Regions from separate parts of the Zea mays genome. Here region 1 is linked to region 2. The links are chromatin contacts, called in public Hi-C maps. All regions are on one chromosome and are shown on one strand. The core of a region is the stretch at or near the end of the contact, and the rest is flanking DNA. Distances in the headings are between cores, read along the strand shown. Region 1 holds the start of LOC103626442 (protein kri1). Region 2 holds the start of LOC100274600.

Region 1 (5,630 bases), core at 1,017-3,516, 270 kb before region 2:
ATAGGCACGTTGTTGCGAAATAGCAGCCCTCCAAATCCAGCAAACCAACCCGCATCCCACAATCGCGTCATCGACACATAGGATTAGAAAGCCCCATCTCACCACACAAATCTAATCATCTAGTATTATGTTTTTTAGGGAAAAAATGCCAGGCAGCGGCTATTAGCTACCAGATTAGATCAAATCAAAATGAGACCAAGTCTACGATCCAGATCGCGTCCCGCGATCCAGCAACCGAGCGACTCACCCGAAAGAGAAGAGGATGCAGCGAGCTGAGATCCGCGTGATCCACATGAGCCGGCGGCGCCACGCCGGCATAGGCCCGCCGCCCACCCGCGGCCTCCCGTGCGTGTCCGCCCACCCGCGGAGAGCCACCCACGTGGCCGCGTAGCCGATCGCGATGGAGAGCCCGAACAGTGCCAGCCGCACCAACGCGACCGGCAGGAGCAGCAGCGTCCTCGACCACGCGTACACGCCGCCGCCCCACGCCGGCGTGCCGTTGCGGAACGGGTCGGCCGGGGACGGCCCTCGGTCCCTCGGCGGCCGGTCCTCCGAGAGGAACGCGAACGGGTCCCCGCCGCCGTCGTCGCAAACGGAGACCGCCGCAGCACCGTCGCTGTCGTCGTGGTGGTGGTGTCGGTGGTTGGTGGCGTGCCCGTTGGCGGCGGGCGCGCGCGCGATGGAGTCGGAGAGCAGGGGCGTGGAGAGGGAGGCGGGGGCTAGGCATGTAGAGGCCATGGACGATGAGGCTGGCTGTCGCCGGAGACAGCGGCGGGGAGGGAGGGAGGGGAGGCGAGCGATGGACGGCCGGGAGTTATGGCTTTTATTTATCAAAGCGAAACGGAGGCAAAAGCTATAGCCGGCAACAAGGGAGTCGCTGTTTTGTATGTGGTCGCCGTTTCGTTTTTGCTATTGTCCCCCGCAGTTTCATGAGTACTTATTGGAAATTTTAAGAATCGTTTCGTTTTCACCTGTCATGTATTTCCTTCTTTTAAAAACTCCACGTGTCTTTATGTGTTGAAATTTCTACTCCTTTCCTCCACATAATTTAGTCATTTTAGAATTATTCTAAATCAAACTATGTAAATTTTGACGAATAATAGATAAGATTACATTATTTTAAACTAAAAGAATCATATATTATAGTAGTTCAAGTCATAATGACTCTAGTAGTTTTATTTTTATATTGTAAAATTTTATAAAATATCTTATGTAATCGGTCAAAGTTGATAATAGTTGGCTTATGACAAATTAAAACGACTAAATCATGTGAACGGAGAGAATATGTATTATTGATTTTAAAAAATAACATTAGATAAATGCACGAGCAACATTCCTCGTACTTAAATGAGACATAACGGTGGTCTGTATGTTCCAAATCTAGACCTGCAATGCACTATTTTCATAAACTTAGAGATGTATGATATATTATTTAACCAGTTCAAGAACATAAAACTACAATTTTAAAGTTTATGAATCTAATCGACATCTCTTAACAAATTCAGAGATCACTGGTATGAACATACTCATATGACTCCAAATAAATAAACATTATTAGGATATTATTGAATGGCAAGTTTTATAAAACTAATAGTTTTTATAGGTGTTATGTGTTTCCTCTGTAATAAAGTATTTAGACAATGGAGCGAAGCTCAAGGCAACGTGTGCGACGACGTACTGCACGTCTGTACATACGGCGAGAGATCCATCCTGCTTGCACATGCCAAATGGGATGCGTGATCCGATCTCAACCACATCCATGCCGTACGTGAGTCAATACAAATATAATCACATCAATCATGCGAACCAGCAACTTCTAAACAAATTGCTTTTGCTTTTATTTTTGCTTTTGCTTTTGTATTTGTAGGCGAACCTAAGTTTAGTTTTTTTTGGCTAATGACTACGCCGACGGTGTCAATTCAGTTGACAGTTATTGCTGCTCCTACGACGGAGCACCGCCCAAACATATAATAATAGAGTTAATTATTATAGGTGCGTGGTGCGTCACGCACGCACGACGCCGACCGGGCGTTCGGCAAGTTGCTACACAAAAGCTGAGGTGCTCGTCGGGCACGAGGCCACTTGCTCCCTGCTGGGCCGCGAGGGGCCGGCCACAGCGATCTCACTCGGCACCGGTCGGCGTCGCGCTCCAGACCAGTCCACACAAGTCCGATCGAAACGCCTCGTCAGTTTTTTCCTCGTAAAAAAAGGTCGTTTTTTTTCGTTGGACAGGCAAACGTTAGTATTTTCTTCTTCTTTTGAGTAAGGCAAACGCTCGGCACGGTAGTACTGCTACACTTGGGCTTCTGAAGTACTGTCAGCCCATGGGTCGTCCTATTCCACGAGGCCCAGCCCAGTTTACCAACGTTGCGCGCAAGATATAATAGTCTCGGCCCGTGTCGATTCCATCGATTAAAACCCTAACCCGAGCATCTTCCACGCCGCCGTTGTCTCGCCGCTTCCAGCCGTTGCTCGCTGAAGAAGATGGGGAGGAGGAAGAAGTCCAAGGAGATGGAGAAGAAGCCGCTGGACATCCTGTCGGGCTCCGACGAGGACTTCGACAGCGGGGAGAACCTCTCCAAGATCCAGATCAACGAGGAGTACGCGCGTCGCTTCGAGCACAACAAGCGGCGGGAGGCGCTGCAGCGCCTCGAGGAGCGCAGGAAGCAGGGCCTGGTCCCCGCCTCCGACGACGACGAGTCGGAGTCCGAGTCGTCGTCGGAGGAGGAGGACGAGGCGGCCGCCATTGCCTCGCGCCTAGTCGACCGCCGCATGTTCGAGGTGATCCGCCGCATCCGCAGCGGCGATCCCCGCATCCTCGACAAGGACGCCAAGGTCTACTCCTCGGAGGAGGAAGGCGGCGAGGAAGGTGAGGACGCCAAGAAGCAAGAAGAGTCCAAGCAGGAGAAGGAAAAGACCAAGAAGGAGAAGCCTCTGTACCTCAAGGACGTTAATGCCCGCCACCTGCTCGAGGAGGGCCCCGAGTTCGCAGCGCAGCCCAGCCGGAGCAGCAGCAAGTTCGAGAGGATCGCTTATGACGAGCAGCAGAAGAAGGGATTGGAGGCTTTCCTTGAGGCACAGAAAGAAGCATTAGGCGATGGTGGAGACGATGATGGCGATTTATTCCAGGTGAAGGAAAAGGCTAGAGCAGGAGCTGACGACGAAGCGGAGGAGGACGAGGAGGAGAAGCAGACAAAGGACCTTGCTGGTGAGGTCTTTGGGAAGGATGAGGAGCTGGATGAGAACGAGAAGTTCTTGAAGGAATTTTTTCTTAAGAGGCCGTACCTTGAGACAGAGAAGAGTAAGTCCTATCTAGATAATATCCAGGAATTGTCAGATGAAGAGGAGCTCGAGATTCAGGAAGAGTATGAGCATGCTTATAATTACCGGCATGAGGAGGCCATGGCATCAGGGGCAGTGGTGGCGGATCGGGTGTTGGGACATTCAAGGGTTGTTGAAGGTTCGGTGAGGAAGAAGGAGAGCAGCAGAAAGCAGCAGCGCAAGAGCAAAGAGGAGCGGATGGCCCGTGTTAAGCAAGAGCAAGCAGAGGAGCTGAAGCATCTCAAGAATTTGAAGAAGAAAGAGATTGCAGAGAAGCTTGAGAGGATCCGAATGATTGCTGGGATTGAAGGAGATGCTGCTTGTAAGCTTGGTGCTGATGACTTGGAGGAGGATTTTGATCCGGAGGATTATGACAAAAAGATGCAGGAGATGTTTGATGATAGTTACTATGAGGCTGATGAGGTTGATCCTGAGTTTGGAAGTGGTGAGGAGATGGATTTGGAGAAGCCGGATTTTGGCAAAGAAGACGAATTGCTTGGGCTTCCTAAGGGCTGGGCTAGTGACCATTCAAAAGAAGAGTCTACTGCCACTGATGCGAAAGGTGAAAAAGGGAAGATCTCTCTCAAAGACAAGGTGGAGCTTGAGAAAGAGATGGAAGAGTACTACAAGTTAGACTACGAGGACACTATTGGAGATATCAAGACTCGGTTCAAGTATAAACAAGTTAAGCCCAATAGTTTTGGTCTGAGTACCTATGATATATTGGCATCAGATGACAAGGATTTGAACCAGTATGTTTCCGTTAAGAAGCTAGCTCCTTACAGAGAGGATGAATGGAAGGTTACACATCATAAGAAGCAGAGCAAGGATTTGATCCTTGGAGGCCAGAAGAAGGAAGGGAAGAAGGACAAATCTGGCAAGAAATCTAGGTCTGAGGAAGACCCTAGTTCTTCAAAAACAGAGAACGACAGGATGACAAATGGGCAAGAGTCAACAGATGCCAAGAAAAAGTCTACCAGAAGTGAACGGCGGAAGCGTCGCAAGTCTGAGCTAAGGCCATCCAGTGATCGATTAGAGGCATATGGAAAGATAAATTCAAAGCGTCACAAGAGCCATTGACCTTCTGAGATTCATCAAAGTACATCTGGGGAATTTTGCTGTTCTTTTTATGCATTGGACAGGTGAAAGTCTTAGATTTAGCTGTCCTTGCTTCTATTTTGGGAGATGCAAAACTAGTGTTGCCCTAGTAGAAACATCTGTTGTCTTATAGTTTTGCAGACATTGTGTTGTGCGCCTCCTTTTGATTTTGATTGTTTTATTTGTAGACCATATATATATAATATAATTTCCCTGCAATTTTTCTTGTCACTGTTGTGCACCTCCTTTCGTGGATGGTCAGGTTATCCGCTTATCCTGGTGATGAATTGGAATATGATCTCATGTCTCTGTTGCATTTGCATCGTAATTATGTCACTGTTATTGTGAATAAATATGTGCCATTTGAATGAATCTAGCCTAGGTGATTATACTGTTTAATCCAGACAGAAATCTGATAATATTGCAGATTGTAAGTAGCCGCTGAAAGCATTTAGTCCCCTGGTTGGTTTTAGTGATTAATGACAACGTAATATTATATGTGACTAACGTGTGTTTTGCAGAGACAAATGGTAAGTTAGGTCGCATGACAGGTAGAAGTATTACAACGGTGAAAACAATCCCGGAGATAAGAACTCGAAGCGACGGCTAAAACGACGAAACAAAAGGCAAAGGTCTACGGAGTCCGAGTGTCAAGGAGATGTGGACACTCACGATTTAGTTAGGTCTTTTATTCTCTTTTAGCCGTACTATAAAGAGGGGTTGTCGATGAGTAGTTTGACCAAGAGAGTTCTAGTGTAGTGTTGGTGCACAATCACACTCACATACAGTGCTAGGTGTCACTCTAGAACTCACAAGTTAGAACGAAAACCGATTTGAAAATCAGCTGAAAAACAAGAGTTAGAGTTTCTGTCCCTGGGGGCACCGGACTGTCCGGTGTGCACCGGACTGTCCGGTGCACCCTCTGCCAGGTGGGGCCAGGCTGGTCCGAGTAAGAAGCTTCCTCCACAGAAAACCCGAGAGCGCCAGTTTTAGAGTTGAATTTTAGTGGCGCACCGGACACCGCACCGGACTGTCCGGTGTGCACCGGACAGTGACTGTTCACTGTCCGGTGTGCCATGAGTCCAACGGCTAACTGTCAGAACTAGCCGTTGGAAACGACCGTTGGCGCACCGGTGGCGCACCGGACTGTCCGGTGCGCCAGTGCGCAGAAAGTTGCCTGTAACGGCTAGTTGGTGGGTGAGGGCTATTTA
Region 2 (5,151 bases), core at 261-2,760:
TATTTATACATGACACAGAGATATCTCGCCATACATTCCAAACTTAGCTTACTTCTCTGGTTTATACCATACAAATGCAGGATGGACTGAGATAGTTATTCAATATAATTTTTGCCAAGAAGGTACCGTACTACTATCCTAACCCCATAATAATAATAAACTTATGTTCCACAGGATTTACTTCTTTCTCTTTGGACATGTTCTTATAACATGAATAACAGAAGGTAACATAACACTTAGTCTGATGTTGTCACAAGCCAAGTAACCAATCATGAATAACAATGCACCGTGAATACTAATGTGAATGGAGCAGAAACTCATCAAGAACTATACAACTAGCAACAGAGAAGCCATGCAGTAAACATCACCAATCTATGTGTTTTGAAAACATTGTTCTCTACCAATCAGACACCTGTGGGCGTTAGAAGATTGAGCTCACTCACCATCCCACCCATATGGAGCAGGTTCCTTCTCCCACTTCTTGTACTTGGCTTCTGCAGTCTCCTGCGTGTCGAGCATGTACGCCATTTTCATATCAAGCCCATTCGAGTCCAGCAGCTTCCCAATCTTCTTCTTCCTGTCGTCTAACCACTTCTGCTTAGAAACACCTCGGCTCTCGCCACGAGGCTCCATCCTTTTCTTCTCGGCAACCATCGCCTGCTGGTTCGCTTTCCGTGCTTCATTCTGCGGAACGTTAGACAACAACAAAATGGATGAATGAATTGATATACCAAACAGCGTGGCAATAGCCCGGATGCAGTGGTAGGTAAATCAGCCGCTCGTCGTACCATCTTAAGCCGCAGCTCGAACAACTTCTTCTGCTTCTCCGTCATCTGCGGGTAGCCGTCATCCGGACCTGCGCCCTCCTGTTCGTCGGAATCGTTATCTATAGGCCGATGCTGCTCCACGGCATCAGACATGCCGGCGGCGGCAAACACATCAGCTGGTGGCTGTCGCTCCTCACGCTCCAGCCCTAATAACAAGAAGTCAACCGAGTACCAGGTAAGCGGACAGCAACGCTCGGATTTTGAAGCAATAATAAACAGATAGAAGGGCTTCACGACGATTCGAATTAACGGGGAAGGAATCACCCGCACCGCAGGCAGGGGATTTAGCGTCGGCGATGCGCTTGAAGCAGTAGTCGGAGCACTCGTGGTAAGGGTTGGAGGCATTGATGCAGTCCGGGTGGACGGTGCGCTGCTCGGGCGGGCGCTTCCACGAGTCAGGGAGCTCGTCGTCGAGGCGCTGCCTGGCCTCGGCGATCTTGCGGAGGCAGTAGTCGGAGCACTCGTGGTACGGGTTGGACGAGTTGATACACTCCGACCGCGATTTACTCCCCTCCGCCGCCGGCCCCGCCGCCACGCCCTCCTTCCCCATCGACGAGCCCGGATCTGGACGGGACGGCGGAACCCTAGGATAGCTTTGGATCGATTCCGTCTGAGATATTGGCTGGGATCGGGAAGCGATTGGAGAAGGGGAGACGACAGGAAGGAGACGGGCAGGGCGGCGGCGACTGCGTGCGAGCCCGTGGCCGTGGATACTGGGAGAGGATGAAAGTGGCGCGGGCCTGCGCGCCCAGGCGGCCCGCTCTGCAAAATAGGCAAAGGAAAACGGCGTTGGTGGGCTCAAGTGGCATCCAACCAATACTGTAGCCTATGTTTGGATTTTTTGGATATCTAGTATTCACTTATATCTCAATATATTAGATTGGTTAGAGCATCTCCAAGAGACTAGCTAAATGGCTCAGCAAGCCAAATTTTAGCTATTCAACAACAAAATAACTCTCCAACAGACTAGTTATCTAACTCGTCAAGCTATCCGACTCTCCAAATTGGCTCCCTCACTAGCCAAATTTAGCTAGCCACCTGACTAATCAAACTAGATAGATAATCTGTTGGAATGGAGATGCTACATATAGAGTATATTTTTTATGAAAAGGTAAATATAGAGTTAAATAGAGAGTCAAAAATGAAGATTCTTTTGGAGATGCTCTTAAGAGCATCTTCAAGAGACTAGCTAAATGACTCGCCAAGCTAAATTTTAGCTACTCAATAGTAAATTAAATCTCCAACAGACTAGCTATCTGACTCGCAAGCTATCTGACTCTGTAAATTGGCTCTCTCACTAGCTAATTTTGGCTAGCCACCTGACTAGCCAAACTAGATAGATAGTCTGTTGGACTGAGATGTTATATATAAAGTGTAATCTTTATAAAAACGTAAATAGATAGTCAAATAGAGAGTAAAAAATGAAGAGTCTCTTGAAGATGCTCTAATATCACAGTACAAGAGTAGAGGGCATTTAATCTTGTTAATAGATGCTAATAGATCGTGTTAAAATAAAACATGTCTACTAGCTAAGACTTCAAACATACCTAACTAATTGGTAGTATTAGCTAATTATTTAATGCATAATTGTTAGCCCAGTGGCAACATTAGCCGTGAGAATGGCCTGAGTCACATCTCACCACATCCGCGACCGCCCGACCGCGACGCTGAAGGGGAACGCCTCGCCGCCACCGGCGACAGCTGGCGCGAGAGGCTCCGTCGACGGACCTGCTACTCGCTTCCTTCATCGCCACCTCGGATGGCAGGCCCCGTTGAAGCACACACACTGGCTGCCTCAGCACCACCTCCGACGCCAAACCCTAACCTGGACTGGCGGGTTCGACACCCACCCAGGCACCATCGCCTACCCTAAGGTACTCTCCGTCCAATCCCCGTCCACCTTCTGTGAATCAAGTTAGACATGACAAATCAATCAAGCACGTTGATATCGAGCTTTTTGATTCTGCGTGAGCTCCATGCATTTCCTATTTTTTTTCCATCAATCGTCGTGTAGGTGATGGATCAGCACTCCTGTTGCTTAAGTTTCGCTGACAAGGTCATTAATGCATCCAGCGGTGTTTTATTATATTGATTGTGATGACCGATGGCGACGGCTTGGCCTGTGTCAGTCATTCCCAATTCGCCGGTTTGCCCCTACATTTGTTGTGTAGTGTCATTCTCTCAGGCGTACCTTCTAGATGGTTGACCTCACGTTACTGCCTTCCTCCCACCACCCCACCCTCCCTAGTTCTTATTTTTTCTTGGAAAATGGGATTTAGAAAATAAGATGTTGCTTCATTTACTTACATTCCTTGGTATTGGTAGGTCTTTCATCTGGATGCAGGGAGGAGGGAGCTCTGCAGCAAAGGAAGTCTGTAGTCACCATGGTCCATTTCAAGAACAGGTACATGGTGGTGGAGGTCTTTGTAGATGCAGGCAGAGGTGATACAGAACAATACTGTCGCACTGCCTTCTTACTTTGATTTGGTGCACTTATGAAACCTTCCAGAAACACACCTTATTTATCCATGTAGTTCTGTCTGTTATGTCCCTGATTAAAGTATTGCTGCATGTCAATTTGGACGTACGGTCAGCCTCATTATTATATAACGTGGCACTTTTGCCACACTGCAATACTAATAATAACATGTAGTCCTTAAGAAAAGGGCCGCTAGCTCTCTCTCTCTCTTTTTGTTATGGCCGAACTGCCTCAGTTGAGCTCATCAACCATCACTGCATTCACTTTTTGTTTTTTCTAGGAAGCATCAGGCGGCTTGCAAGAAAGCTGCACTGGAGTGCGATTGCGACGAAGCGAAATTTTGAACAGTACAGGTTGGCCGCGCGGTGGTAGTGTCACGGTGGGTGTCGTCCGGTCCGTAGAGATCGAGCTGCTTTGAGAAGATTAGAGAGGACTAGAGAGCTAGCTAGCCGAAGAAGGAAGAACTCGTATCTCCCCCTTGGTGTTTTTTTCTGTTTCGTTGTATCCGCGTGATGCTGTTAATTCTGGGCTATCTAAGGATTTTTTTTTTGCCCCAGTTATTAGCATGTGCTCATACCATAACGAATTGCTGCATTCTTCTGCCAATACAGTTTTGGATAATAGGGTAACTGATTAGGGGTTGTTGACTCAACATAACATCACAAGTACACAGTAAGACCAACTCCAGCAGTGTGCGACTCCGTATCCCTAAAACGCGCGGCCGACACATTCTCTCTCCTCTCCGTATCCGGCTCCGTTTCCAGCAACACTCCCCATCCCACTCCGCATGCAGTCTATGACACCTGGGCCCCGCCAGCAGGCGCGCGCGCACGCAGAGAGTGCGGAGAGGAGAGAGAAAGTGTGGAAATGGGGAGCGCAGGGACACGGCGTCCATTTTGCGGAGAGGGATGCGGAGTCTGCTGGAGCGTGCAACAGTGCCTCAGACCGCGCAAAATGGGGATGCGGAGTCGGATACGGAGTCTTGCTGGAGTTAGTCTAAGCAGCGGTGCCTTTTTTAGGGTCAATCAGAAATATGTCACTCCGCTTTTACAAAATTCTCCACTTTTATAAAAATTGGTTCTGTAGTTCATCTGATGGCATGTAATATAGTTTATCCTCTCTTTTTTAACATGTGATCACATGTGGGTATCATCAGTGCAGCAGTAACTTTGACTCTGCTATTAAAGTTTGGTTGGGACCTGATCTGCAGTAACTTTGACTCTGCTATTAAAGTTTAAGTTGGCACCTGATCTGCGTCTCTGCTTTCTTACCATTTTGTACTGCAAACTGAACTGGTGAAGGGACGGACATTCAGCTTTCTGGTGTAGCTTAATAGCTAATGTTGTTTTGCTCGTCGGTTAATTAAAATATCATTAAGTGTACACGACAAATTATTCTCAGCCAAATTTTCATCATGAAAACTAACGCTGCAGATCACCCTGCTAGAAGATGTCGTACGTCTACGTCTGAGCAGCGACTATTTTACTACTGCAGGGATTAAGGGAGCTGTAGAGAGTAAATAGTTAAGATTACTTTTTCTCCCCACACGTACAATACGGAGAGTAGAGTTTTATTAAGGGCAAAAAGTAGGTACGGCTGCACGGAGACCAATTTAACCAAAAGGAAGGAAGAAGGGGTCGGTTGCCGTTGCAGAGACGCAGCGCACGGGGTGCCGGTGCACGTCTGACTGCCCTGCCGGCCGTCGGTGCCGTGCGCACTCCGTGGGCGCGGCCGTGGACCTCCTCGGCTCCGCCCCTCCCAACCCAACCTGCTGACCTTGCACCGCACGCATGATCACATCACCCGCACCGGCTGCATGTCCTCCTGACTCCAAGATCCACCAGA

The links. Hi-C and Micro-C count contacts between places; a contact is called where the count stands out from the background.
Region 1: a Hi-C map of ear shows a contact between it and region 2, with 4 times the contacts expected there. The contact joins the promoter of LOC103626442 here to the promoter of LOC100274600 in region 2. A contact is called at or near these places in 8 of 25 Hi-C or Micro-C datasets (bundle sheath, ear, endosperm and 4 more).

Annotation. Positions count from the first base shown.
Region 1 is chr5:61,853,561-61,859,190 of Zm-B73-REFERENCE-NAM-5.0, reverse strand. It overlaps LOC103626442 (protein kri1), which reads left to right and starts at 2,266. Exons shown (of 1, transcript XM_008646850.3): 1 at 2,266-4,650. The coding sequence starts at 2,485. The coding sequence ends at 4,401. LOC100191712 reads right to left here and starts at 814. Exons shown (of 13, transcript NM_001137141.1): 1 at 248-814. The coding sequence starts at 738.
Region 2 is chr5:61,581,399-61,586,549 of Zm-B73-REFERENCE-NAM-5.0, reverse strand. LOC100274600 reads right to left here and starts at 1,510. Exons shown (of 5, transcript NM_001148952.1): 1 at 1,098-1,510; 2 at 789-973; 3 at 444-684. The coding sequence starts at 1,377. It also overlaps the pseudogene LOC103626440.